Regions from separate parts of the Mus musculus genome. Here regions 1, 2 and 4 are each linked to region 3. Evidence: chromatin contacts called from public HiChIP or PLAC-seq and promoter capture Hi-C data. All regions are on one chromosome and are shown on one strand. Each heading gives the region's core, a stretch centred on a gene start, on an enhancer-like site or on the middle of the called end of the contact. The rest is flanking DNA. Distances are from core to core; before and after follow the strand shown. Region 1 holds the start of Rnf227 (ring finger protein 227). Region 2 overlaps Mink1 (misshapen-like kinase 1 (zebrafish)). Region 3 holds the start of Dvl2 (dishevelled segment polarity protein 2). Region 4 holds the start of Gp1ba (glycoprotein 1b, alpha polypeptide).

The links. Promoter capture Hi-C pulls out the DNA fragments that hold promoters and counts their contacts. HiChIP or PLAC-seq counts read pairs in DNA pulled down with a chosen protein or histone mark.
Region 1: a FOXA1 HiChIP or PLAC-seq map of pancreatic cancer cells shows a contact between it and region 3. The contact joins the promoter of Rnf227 here to the promoter of Dvl2 in region 3. A contact is called at or near these places in 2 of 39 promoter capture datasets (liver and pre-B cells), 3 of 115 datasets of contacts at active chromatin or transcription factors (bone marrow-derived macrophages, embryonic forebrain and pancreatic cancer cells) and 1 of 9 other capture datasets (liver).
Region 2: an H3K4me3 HiChIP or PLAC-seq map of bone marrow-derived macrophages shows a contact between it and region 3, with 4 times the contacts expected there. The contact joins the enhancer-like site here to the promoter of Dvl2 in region 3. A contact is called at or near these places in 2 of 39 promoter capture datasets (both in liver), 3 of 115 datasets of contacts at active chromatin or transcription factors (bone marrow-derived macrophages, large pre-B cells and pancreatic cancer cells) and 1 of 9 other capture datasets (adipose tissue).
Region 4: a promoter capture Hi-C map of liver shows a contact between it and region 3, with 7 times the contacts expected there. The contact joins the promoter of Gp1ba here to the promoter of Dvl2 in region 3. A contact is called at or near these places in 6 of 39 promoter capture datasets (the C10 cell line, the HPC-7 cell line, cranial neural crest and 3 more), 3 of 484 Hi-C or Micro-C datasets (the G1E-ER4 cell line, embryonic stem cells and erythroblasts), 8 of 115 datasets of contacts at active chromatin or transcription factors (Th17 cells, bone marrow-derived dendritic cells, embryonic limb bud and 5 more) and 3 of 9 other capture datasets (adipose tissue, embryonic stem cells and liver).

Annotation. Positions count from the first base shown.
Region 1 is chr11:69,339,545-69,342,371 of GRCm38.p6, forward strand. It overlaps Rnf227 (ring finger protein 227), which reads left to right and starts at 1,252. Exons shown (of 2, transcript NR_027827.2): 1 at 1,252-1,514; 2 at 1,615-2,827.
Region 2 is chr11:70,578,298-70,581,428 of GRCm38.p6, forward strand. All of the region lies in intron 1 of Mink1 (misshapen-like kinase 1 (zebrafish)), which reads left to right. Among named protein-coding and RNA genes, the nearest start is that of Mink1, 17 kb to the left of the region's middle. Within about 2 kb of position 1,559, at least 120 of the 459 cell types and tissues checked have an H3K27ac peak or open chromatin away from gene starts, as enhancers often do. A contact at or near this core is called in adipose tissue, bone marrow-derived macrophages, liver and 1 more, where this site is marked.
Region 3 is chr11:69,998,874-70,002,007 of GRCm38.p6, forward strand. It overlaps Dvl2 (dishevelled segment polarity protein 2), which reads left to right and starts at 1,719. Exons shown (of 15, transcript NM_007888.4): 1 at 1,719-2,153. The coding sequence starts at 1,960. Phf23 (PHD finger protein 23) reads left to right here. Exons shown (of 5, transcript NM_030064.4): 4 at 1-259; 5 at 365-1,138. The coding sequence ends at 579.
Region 4 is chr11:70,637,630-70,640,649 of GRCm38.p6, forward strand. It overlaps Gp1ba (glycoprotein 1b, alpha polypeptide), which reads left to right and starts at 1,493. Exons shown (of 2, transcript NM_010326.3): 1 at 1,493-1,569; 2 at 1,775-3,020. The coding sequence starts at 1,781.

The DNA of each region.
Region 1 (2,827 bases), core at 2-2,501, 660 kb before region 3:
TAACTTGTCTGTGGGTGTCACAACTAGGATTTGTTCTTGAGCCAGCTGTGTCAAGACTGTGTTATTATCCTCCGCAACAGAGCCTGGGTTCGAGAGGCTGAGGAGGCAGCTTGGGTGTGGGTGCCACACCGTGAGGGAATGTGGGCTGTGAGTACCACGTCCTGTTTACCTGTGGGAGAAGTCAGACCCCTGAGTCAGAAGTCACGCAGAGCTGCTTCGTTTCCACCATCATGCTGTGTGGGTGTCCAAGTCTGGATACTCCGGAAGGAAAAGATTCCCAGCATTCCTAAGGCCATGCTCCTGGAATCTAGGTCCCTCCTTGTGCTGAGGTGTTAGCTGGACTCAAACTCTCAGAGGGGGTAGGGGGAGGAATTTGAGGGAGCCAGCCTTCCAAAGAACCCAAGAGGCCATGTATAAAAAGGAGAGGCGAGGGCAGAGTGAATTATGGCTGGGCACAATCCAAACATCCAGAAGACCAATTAAAACTGGGCAGAACCAACAGTAAACCTGGCATATGTTGCCTGTTTGTGAGGGGAAGGGCAGGAGGGGATTGTGAAAGAGTATGAACATGTGACAAATAGGCCAACAGGGCCATATAGACTTGTGCTAGTGACTGTGTGCAAGAGGAGACCTGGACACCTGCATCAGGTAGGTTTAAGTGACAGCGCTAGTGTTTTGCTGGGGGTGAGGAGTCCGCCATGGAGGCTGTGGGTGGAGCGTGCCCCCCTCTTCCCTCGGGTAATTCTGGCATTGTCCTGGGCATTCAGCCCGCTGCATCCCCACTCGCAAGTCCAGCCTCGCGCCTCTGCCGCCCCAACGCGTGCCTCGGAAGGGAGCGGCCCATCTGCGCGTGACGCCTCGAGGGCGGGGCCTCACTATTAAAAGGGGACAGAGGCGGCGGCGCGGGCCCCAGGCCCCTGCCCTGGCCCAAGGAGGGCTCATTCGTTCTGTATCCTAGCCGCCTAGAGATCGAAGCCCTCGGGCCACGGTGACCACGATGCAGCTCTTGATGAGAGTGCCCTCTCTTCCCGAGCTGGGTGAGCTGGACTGCAACATCTGTTTCCGACCCTACAACCTCGGGGCCCGTGCGCCCCGCCGCCTGCCTGGCACGGCGCGCGCCCGCTGCGGCCACACGCTGTGCACAGCTTGCCTGCGCGAGCTGGCAGCGCGGGGCGACGGCAGCCGCACGGCCGCGCGCGTGGTGCGCCTGCGCCGCGCTGTCACGTGCCCGTTCTGCCGCGCGCCTTCCCCGCTCCCGCGCGGCGGCGTCACGGAGATCGCGCTAGACCCTGTCTTGTGGTCACGGCTGGAGGAAAAAGCCCGGGCTGAGCGTGAAGGAGACCCGATGGGGAGCCCGGCCAAAGACAGCGGAGAGGATGGAGAGGACGACGACGGGGAAGCGGAGAGCGAGAAGGGGGCGGGACCTCCAAGTGCGGGTTGGCGCGCGCTTCGCCGAATTTTGGACAGGGTCCTGGCGCCGGCACGCCGCTTGCGGCGTCCGTTGCCTAGCAATGGTGAGGGGCGGCCTAGGGAGGATACTGGGTACATTGCACCGAAGAATGCTGGGTCAAGTTGCATCCTCCTGTTGCCACTAACCCTTCTTCTTTCCTCCAGTGCTCTACTGTCCAGAGGTCAAGGACATTGCCCACATGACCCGTTGTACGCTGTAACCAAGGAACCCCAGAGCTATGGCAGAAAGCAGGTGGGAGCAGCATCCTCAGGCGTGCTCTGACACAAAAGGTTGATGTCAAGACTACCTGGAAATCAAGGCTGATGCTGGAATTGGTACATGCGTGATGGAGATGGAGCTCAACAGAAAGGACCCTAGATGGTGTGGATTCTGAGCGGCGAAGGCTCCTAGACTGTGCCAGCATTATATTTTCAGGATGGAGTGGCCAAGGGATAATAGAAACAAAGCCTACCATAATGTAGGAAGAAAAAAAAAATAACAAAGCTTTGGCGTTTGTTCAGAGTCTGTGGTGTAAGCAAAGGATCCAATTTTAGCAGTGGTCTGTGGTTGACAATGTGTACTGTGGAAAAAAGGACAGGACAGGGGATAAGCTAATTTATATGTCATGTCAATCTCACTTATCTGGTTGTGTTTGCTGGCATGCCATCTTCCCACTCTTGTTACCGTGCTCCAGCAATTACTGAGTTGACTCCCTGCTTATGATTGGGAATCTTGCATATACAACCTCCCTTCAGCTGGATAGGGCAGGTATGAAAACATCCAAGGGGCATTTATTTACATGAGGCCTTATTAAAGGCTTATCAAAGATGGGTGAGCCATTTGATAAAGGAAGCAAAATTTAGGCCTTTGTTATCTTTACTGACTCTGTAGCAATACTGGGGAAAAGAAAAAAAAAGATGCTCACATAATTTTAATTTGTGTCCCATAATGGGACATTGTTTACTGTATGTAGTTAGTTCTATTCTAAAGTCCTGTAAATATCTTACTGTAGACTTAAAATCAAGACCAGCAGTGTTGGTTGGTCTCACAGCTTGCTAGAAATGCAGAATTTCAGGACCCCAGTCCACATTCCCCGGTAGTTTTAGAATCCCAGGTATGTGTATGTAAGTTAAGAATCACTGGTTTAGCTCTTAGTCACTCTGAGATGGCATCATCAGCTGTAGGTGGAACATTTAAAACACTAGTGACGCATTAAAGTGCCAAAGTGACATTCTTTTGAGAAAAATTTTTCTGAGCTACAAATGTGAATTTACAAGGCCTCAGTTTTCAGAGGTCTTCAAGATTTTGTTTTTAATGACAAATAATGTATGTAGTTCTAGGGTATAAACCTCCATTTGTAAAATGTTTTGTCTTTTT
Region 2 (3,131 bases), core at 309-2,808, 580 kb after region 3:
CTGAGGTGTGGTCTGGAGTTGCAGAGCTTGCTCCCCAGCTCCTGTTGGCTGTCCTAGAGCTCTCCAGCCACAGCCCCTCAGTCTTCCAGGGTTCCTGAGAGAAGGAGTGACTTAAATCATACCCAAACACGAAACTCCTGCTGGATTTGCCCCGAGTCAGGGTTCCCTGCAGTCCCAGGGCAGTTTCTTTGCCCCTGCCTGCTTTTGTGAAAACTATGGGCCCACCCAGAGGAAGCACTCACGGGGGGGGGGGGGGCAGTCTGGTGGGGATACACTTGGGATGTGAGAGGCAGGGCTTCTGTATAAACATGCAGCAAGAGCTTTCTGTAACGTACAGACTGAGGGCTGGCTAGCGAGCATATTTGGCTCCCCTGTATCCTTGGCTGGGTTAACTTACTGTCCCTGTGGCTTCAGCTTAAATATCATGTCCTTTGCTGGCTTTCCTTCCCTATTGGTCTGTCATAGTACCCAGTCCCCTTTCTTTAGGACTTATAGCTGTGTAACTAACTGTATCTTCCTTCAGTAGATGCCTTCTCGAGTAGATGCCTTGTCAAGTAGACTGTAAGCTCCCTGAGGGGAGGGCTCTCTATTCTGTATTACCTGTCACGTTCTAGTCACTAACACCTTCGCTTCCCAGCTATTTCATTAAAAACAAAAGTTTTATTTTATCTGTATGTTTGCCTGCATGTATGTATGTGATTCTTACACACGATAGGAGCTCGCAGAGTCAGAACAGGGCTTGGGAACCCCTGGAGCTGGCGTTACAGGTGAGTGTGAGTGTGGAGAGTGTGGTTGCTAGGAACAAAGCATGTTCTGCAAGAGCAGCCAGCTTAGAACTGCAGAGCCAGCTCTCTACTCTGCTTCCCGTGTAAGAACAGGCTAGCTTTAACTTGTGATGCATCTGGGTGACCTTGAACTTCTGCTCTTTCTGCCTTTACCACTTGAGTGCTGAGATCACAGGTGTGTCCACTTCTTGCAGTTTTATGAGATGCTGAGGATAGAACATGCTCCATGCGTGTAGGCTTCATGCGTGTTAGGCAAGCACACTCCCAGATGAGGTACACCCTCAGCCTTAGGCACTTGATGTTTAATGAGGTGAGTGTGTGTATGTGTGTCTGTAGGGGTGTGTGTGTGTGTAGGGGTGGGTGTGGGTGTAGGGGTGGGTGTGGGTGTAGGTAGGAGTATGCGTGCCATGGCACACATGTGGAAGATCTCCTTGTTTACCTTGCACTTTTACATATGTTCCCGGTTAGCAGGCTATCGAAGCAAGTGCCTTATCTGCTGATCGATGTTTGGTGAGTGAATACATGAACTGACTTGGAGTTGGTGTGAGAGGGGTCCGAGGAGGTTTCTTAGGCAAAGTGGAGAGCCAGGCCTGGTGAAAAGTTGGGTGGCTGTGCTGGTTCCATCCTGCTGGTCAGGAAGTTCCTCCATACCCAGCTCCCTTTAGCTGCGATTTTTTTTTTTTCTGGCTTGGTTCTTGGTGGAGCCAGGACTACCTGGTCTCCACCCTGTAGAGAGTAACCCTGGCCTTCTTTCTAACTCTGTGATTCAGACAGTCATTTTCCACACCCTGCTGTCCCTACCCTCCGCCCGCTCTTCTTCCCCTGACTCAGCCTGGCACTCTGTGCTCAGTTCTTGGTTTTCTTTGTCGGCCTCTGAACACTTTAGAGCCTTCAGTAGGCCGCTGTCTGTCTGGGGTGGGGTAGGGTGGGGTAGGGGGTGCTCTTTTCATCTGGCCTCACCTTTCTGTCTCCAGTGGTGCCTGGGCCTTCTATGTTAGTAGGCAAGTGCTTTCCCACTGAACTACATCCCCAGCCCCTTTACTTCCTGTTTGAGACAGGGCCACAAGTTGCCCACACAGGCCATGAGTGTGTGTGCTCCGCCTGCCTCGATCTCCTGAGTAGCTGGGATGACAGGCGTGTGCCACCAGACGCAGCTGCTCATTTCTATAGTTTTTTTTTCTTACCCTTTCTTATGGCATCCTGTTGGACTTCTTGTATAACTAGAAGCAATATAGAGCTAAGATGGGCCACAGGTCTCTTCCTTGGCTCTGTGGACACCTGATTCAACAGTAGGAGGCTGGCAATGAGGAGTAATGATTTGTTTGTGCTGCGGCTGGAAATCGGCAGGGAGAAAGAAGCCTTGTTATTACCCAACCCCTGATTACTGCTGTAGTCCTCCTCCGTTACCCAACCCCTGATTACTGCTGTAGTCCTCCTCCGTTACTGCTGTAGTCCTCCTCTGTCAGCTTGGTAGCTGCCAGAGTGAATGGGCCGGTGTCTCCTGCCTGCTTCCTTCCTGCTTCTAGGCCTTCCCTTCCCCACTGGAACACAACCTTCTCCCTACCTCCCTCCCTCCCTCCCTCCCTCTCTTTCCCCTCCCCCCCTCTGTCTCCCTCTCTCCCTCTCTCTTCCTCCCCTTCTTTCTCTCCCCCCTTCCTCCCCCCTCTTTCTCTCCCTCTCTCTCCCCCCCTCCTTTCTCTTTCTCTTTCTCTCTCTCTCCTGCCTCTTAGTTCCACTCATTCTCTTTTTCTCCTAAGCTGCTCCTTTTCACTCTTGAATGCTAGAAACATCGACTGTCTTAGAAAACCACCTCTTGCCACAGATTCTCTGTTCTGTGGGGGTCGATTCTTACAGTGACTCATGCAAATTTGTAGCATGTTATGGACTTGAAGATGTTTTTCCATCTGTGAATTCTTGTGAGAAGAGATGGGGTGGCAGTGTGAGGTTAAAGGATGTGCCCAGCTATCATTGCATCCTGTGCTTCTGACTTCCTTTCTGCACCAGCTACAAAGGCTTGCCTTTCAGCATCTTCTTAACACTTCAGTACCTTCCAGGAAGCTGTTGTCTGAAGAGGGGAAGGGTTTTTACCTTCTGTCCTTCCCACTGAGCTACATTGCCAGCCCCTTCTTATTTGAGACAGGGTCACAAGTTGCTCACAAAGGCCGTGAGCATGTGTTCTTCCTGCCTCAGTTTCCTGAGTAGCTGGGATAGCAGGCATGTGCCACGTCACAGGGCTGCTCATTTCTTTAAATCTGTTCTCCAGAAAGTCTGAGCGTCATCTCTTCCTGCCCTCCTGAGTGCATGGTCTTACTCTCTTGTTACTACTTGGGTTTTGCCAACTATAAG
Region 3 (3,134 bases), core at 469-2,968:
GACTCTGAAGAGGAGGAGGAAGAGGAAGAAGAGGAAGATGATGAGGAAGAGATGACAGTGGGGGGTGGAGTCCCAGCCCCTGTGCTCCCAACACCCCCTGAGGCCCCCAGGCCCCCTGTTACAGTGCACTCTGAAGGTGCTCCCCCTACTGACAGTGAAGGCAAAGATGTGGGCAGCACAGAAACAAGCCAAGATGGAGATGCTAGCTCCAGTGAAGGCGAGATGCGGGTCATGGATGAGGACATCATGGTAGAATCAGGTGAGAAGTTGGGCTGCCCGGGGTGGGGAGCAGAGGTGATAGCTTTGGGGGCTCTTAGGAGTTGACGCCTTGAAGCAGAACACTAAAGAGATTTGTCTTTTCCAGGTGACGACTCCTGGGATCTGATCACGTGTTACTGCAGAAAGCCCTTTGCGGGGCGGCCCATGATTGAGTGCAGCCTCTGTGGGACGTGGATCCACCTCTCCTGTGCTAAGATTAAGAAGACCAACGTTCCCGACTTCTTTTATTGCCAGAAATGCAAGGAACTTCGGCCAGAGGCCCGGCGGTTAGGGGGTCTCCCCAAATCTGGAGAACCCTGACATCACTAAGGCTGGAACTTGTGACATTACTTGGGAACTGAGCCTCAGGGTCCCCAGCCTTCCCTTGGAGTGAGGAGGCTGTCCCCACTTGAGGGCCACAATTCCCAAGGGAGACGTATTTGGAAATGAGTGTCTTCTACTCTGTCCTTCCTGCTCCATGGACTTGAAGTTGACCCCATTACAGTTGGGTCGGGGAGGCTGGATCTGTAGACAGAATCTCTGTCCAGTCAACCCTGTACCCTTTTCACTTGCAGGTCCAGGGCTCAAACTGGGATGTAATGGGATAGTTGTCTATAAAACTGTAGTGTAAATACAGCACTCCCCTCATGTTTCTTCTCTCTCCCGTTTACTTTCTTTTACACCGGATGTATTTTTAATTTGGGGCTCCCCCATTTGAGCGAGGTTGCTCAGAGGTGGAGTACCAAAGCCTGTGGAGTGAGGAAGGAAAGAAAAAGGTGTCAATTAGCACTCGCCTCGTTTTTAATACTGTTGGCCGGCTGCTCAGACAGACGGCCTGCGTGTTGTAAATAAAGCAGAGTGGGCTCTTGTGTTTTACAGCCCTCCTTGTCCTATTTGGGGAGGGGATCTTTGGGAAACCTGGTGGAAGTCTTGGGTGGAGTTGGGGCTGAAGGCCACTTGTAAGTCCAGGGCTGTAATTCCACAATTTGGGAGGTGGAGATGGGAAGTTTAGGGGCCAAATCTGGCTTGGGCACTGTCTAATGCCCCTCAGACATCTCTGAAGACTATTTCGGCTTTCTCATCCCAAGTACAGTCTAGTAGGAGTACTGCCCTAAGGGTCCCAGGTTACAATTCTCACTCATCAGCCCATATCCCCGCCCCTCTTATAGTTGCTATTGAGGTGCCTTGAACCTCAGATGGGTAAGGCAAAGTGGGGGCCAGTTGCCAGCATTCCAAGAGTAGAAGCTTGCTAAGGTACTTGGGAGGGGGGGGGGCGGGTTGTACACGTTTGGGGGCGGAGTCGTCTAGGGCTGAAGACCGTTGCTCAAGGCAGTGGTCACGTGAGTGTCTAGGTGGAGCTTGTAGTAACGTGACTCAAGGAAGTCACGTGAAGCACAGTCGGCTGCGCAAAGTGGGCGGGCTTGGGTCACGTGGCATGGGGAGAGGTGGGCGGGGACCTCGGTGCTGCTCGCGACGTCCGTGGAGCTAGTGGCCCTCGACTGTGCGGTCTAGGTTTTGAGTCTCGCCACACAGCTCTTCCCGATCAGCCCGCTGGTCCCCGCCATCCTCCTTGGGCACGTCTTCCGCACTGGCCCTGCGCTGTTGGCGCTAGCGCGTCAGTTTGCGGGTGTGCGCAGGCGCGGCGGGGGCGCTTAGTCCTGTTGGGTGGGCGGCTGAGCCCGGGAGCGCGCGAGCGAGACCATGGCGGGCAGCAGCGCGGGGGGCGGTGGTGTAGGCGAGACGAAGGTGATTTACCATCTGGATGAAGAAGAGACTCCTTACCTGGTGAAGATCCCTGTCCCGGCGGAGCGCATCACGCTCGGCGATTTCAAGAGCGTTTTGCAGCGGCCCGCGGGCGCCAAGTACTTTTTCAAGTCCATGGATCAGGATTTTGGGTAAGCGCGAGGCCTAGACTGGGAAGGACGGTGGGTATGCTAGAGTGGATTGGGCGATATTGAGGGAGACCGGTCTACCTTGGACTGTTTCTGGCCTGTAGTGGAGCATAGCATATTGTACTGTGCTAAGGTAGAAAGCCCATCCCAAGACGGACAAGGTTATATTTGGACACATAGAAGAAAGGGCTGGATGGCGAGAAAATTAGGTTGGAGGAATGGGGAACACTGGTTTGTTTGGCCATTCTCTCTCCATGATTTTAGCCAAAAGGCAAAGAAGTGATGCTTGAGGTTATGCTAGGCTGTGCGGAGATTAGAGCCATCTATCTTTTGGTGAGCTGGGATGCTCGCTCTCAGACGTCTGCACGCGAGTTAGATAGAGATAGTCTGTAATTTTGTTTGCCTGTTTTGATTTGTTCTTTTGTTTGGAGGTAGGGCTTTATTCCTTGTATCCTAGGCTGGCTTCGAACCCATGGAGTTCCTGCCTTAGCCCCCAGAGCTGAAATAAACAGGTGTGAGCCAATATGCTGGGCATGCAGTGTTTTTATGTAGACCGGGCTATAGTGAGACAATTAGGCTATTCTGGCTTATTAATCAGGTTCCATAGTATTATTTTGGGATGGTAGAGTCTGTAATATTGCAGCGAGATCTATTGGGATATATTAGGCTGTTTTGAAGTAGACTTTCCTGGCAAAGCATGTACCATTCTGAACTTTTCTGAGTTCTTATTTCCTCTTAGGGCCAGAACCTCCTCTCCCCGCTACCCCGATACCCCCTGGGGGCTGAAGAGAGTTGGAGGATTTTTTTGCTTTTTTTTTTTTTTTAAAGATATTTTATGTGTTGGGCAGTGGTGGTGCACATCTTTAATCTGAGCACTTGGGAGACAGAGGCAGGCAGTTTTCTGAGTTCAAGGCTAGCCTGGTCTACAGAGCCAGTGCCAGGACAGCTAGGGCTGCACAGAGAAACCTTGTCATAAAACAAACA
Region 4 (3,020 bases), core at 243-2,742, 640 kb after region 3:
CCAGATATGTAAGAGTTAGGAAGAAGAGAAGGAGTGAAATTCAGTATGAGAGAGAATGATCAGGAGAGAGCAAAGCATTGAACAATGGGGCTGAGCAGGTAGGTGGGCAAGTTTCAGATCCAGTAGGCCTCTGAAGACCCTGTTTAGGTACTTCAGATTGCCTTTTGAGAACTGTCAGGAGGCACTGGTGAGTTCTAGTAGTTGAAAGACTAGCAAATCTGCAGTTCTCCTAGGTGAAATAGAAGGGAAGTTAAAAAAATTTAGAAACCAACCAGAAGGCTACTGCAGCAAAGAAGATAGTGCCTTGGGCTGGGGAGTGGAAGATGGAAGGATTTCAAAGAGACCAGAGTTAAAATCAGGAGGATTTGATAGCAGGGTGTTAAGGTGGAAGGAGTATCAGGAAGTGTTTAAAAGGACCAGGTAACTGAGTAGCTGTGGACAACAGAGGAGGAGAAGCTATTTTTTTTTTTATGGGGCTTCTTTTTTGTTTGGTTTGCGGTCTCAGTATACAGCTCAGGATGGCCCCAAACTCATGATCTTCCTGCCTCTGCTTCCCATGGACTGGTGTTATAGACAGTCCTATACCTCAGGCCAGCAGATGAAGCTATTTGCATAATGAACTTGATTTTTAATATACTTGAGTTTTCGATGTTATTTTGTTGTTGTTGTCATTGTCGTCATTGTTATTATTGTTGTTTTAATGAGAAGGGTCTTCTTTTGTAGCTCAAGCTGGCTTCAAACTCATGGCCTTCCTGTCAGAACCTCTCAGTGATGTACACTGTTTCTATACTTGAAGAACATGTAAGAAGAGAACTCCAAGTGGCATCTAATGTTAAGTATGTAGGCCTCAGGAAACAGGATCTAGACTAGAGATAAAGACTTAAGTCTAGGGCAGAAGTGGTGATTAAATGCACAGCAAAGTATTTCCCAGGCACTTATGGGGTTATGATACAAAAACCTATGAAGCCTCTGGAAGCAGGTTTACTGCTCCAGAAAGCTAGAGGAAGCCACAGAGGAGTCTGAGAAGGACCAACCACACAGGCTAGAGAAAATGAGTGTCACTTGTCACATCCCCAGGAAGGAATAGTCCTGAGTATGGAGGCTACAAAAACAGTTTAGAGAATACCAGTCACGTGCCCAGGGGATGCAGACTAGAATGTCAGCAGTCCCCAGATTCGGGAGGGGCTCAGCTTAGGGTAGGAAGGTGGCATGGAGTGTAAGGAAGCATGACATCTCTAAGAACTGCTATGGAGAAGAGAGGCAGCACTCAAAGGAGCTTTTGAATGCTGGTGGCTAGTAGCTGCAAAGTCTCTAGATCTCTCCGGGGTGGAAGGAAAGTGAGAATGTAAAACCAAAAGGAGGGCTTTGGGGAATGCTGTGCAGAGAGCTGATAAGAGCCTTTGCCCGCAAGGGAGACTGTTCCCTGGGTCACAGGAGCTGATTATCAGGTTGTCATTTCCTCCCCAACTCTATCTCCTTCCTGCTCTTGGGCTGGCTCTCCTTGCAGCTAGTAGAGAGAAGGACCGAGTCATAGCCTGGAAGAAGCTCTGTTCCTCCAAAGGACTGTCTGTCTGACTGTAAGCTGGGGCTGGGACCAGAGGTGGAGAAGGTTCTAAGGAGGGAATAAGAACCAAGGGCTGGAGGCAGGGGTGGAAAAGGAGAGAAAAGTCTGGGAGGTGTGGAAGCTGTTTCTAGATGGGATCCTAAGAACTGCAGCAGTGAAGGGCTAAAAGCTGGGAAAATGATGTAATGGGTGGCATCCCTTTGCCCACAGGTTCATATGGCTCTCCTCATCTTGCTCTTCCTGCTGCCAAGTCCCTTGCATTCCCAGCACACTTGTAGTATCTCCAAAGTGACCAGCCTGCTGGAAGTAAACTGTGAGAACAAGAAGCTGACAGCACTGCCTGCAGACCTGCCAGCAGACACAGGCATCCTCCACCTGGGCGAGAACCAACTGGGTACCTTCTCCACAGCATCACTGGTGCATTTCACTCACCTCACTTATCTGTACCTGGATAGATGTGAGCTGACGAGCCTGCAGACCAATGGTAAACTGATAAAGCTGGAAAACCTGGACTTATCCCATAATAACCTGAAAAGCCTGCCCTCCCTAGGATGGGCATTGCCTGCACTCACTACTCTAGACGTCTCCTTCAACAAGTTGGGCTCACTGTCTCCTGGTGTCCTGGATGGCCTAAGCCAACTCCAAGAGCTCTACTTGCAGAACAATGATCTTAAGAGTCTGCCCCCCGGGCTCTTGTTGCCAACGACCAAGCTGAAGAAACTCAATCTGGCCAACAACAAATTGCGTGAGCTGCCCTCTGGGCTCCTAGATGGGCTGGAGGATCTTGATACCCTCTACCTTCAAAGGAACTGGCTTCGCACAATACCAAAGGGCTTCTTTGGGACCCTCCTCTTGCCTTTTGTTTTTCTCCACGCCAACAGCTGGTACTGTGATTGTGAAATCCTCTACTTCCGTCACTGGCTCCAGGAAAATGCCAACAATGTCTACTTATGGAAGCAGGGTGTGGATGTCAAGGACACAACTCCTAACGTGGCCAGTGTACGATGTGCCAACTTGGACAATGCGCCTGTCTACTCCTACCCAGGGAAGGGCTGCCCTACTAGTAGTGGTGACACAGACTATGATGACTATGATGATATCCCTGACGTCCCTGCCACAAGAACTGAGGTCAAGTTCTCTACTAACACTAAAGTTCATACTACCCACTGGAGCCTACTCGCCGCAGCACCTTCTACTTCTCAAGACAGCCAAATGATTTCTTTGCCTCCAACTCATAAACCCACTAAGAAACAATCTACATTCATCCACACACAGAGCCCAGGTTTCACCACACTCCCAGAGACCATGGAATCTAACCCAACCTTCTACAGTCTAAAACTCAATACTGTACTCATCCCCTCCCCAACCACCCTAGAGCCCACCTCCACCCAGGCTACCCCAGAGCCCAACATCCAACCAATGCTTACCACCTCCACCCTGACTACCCCAGAGCACA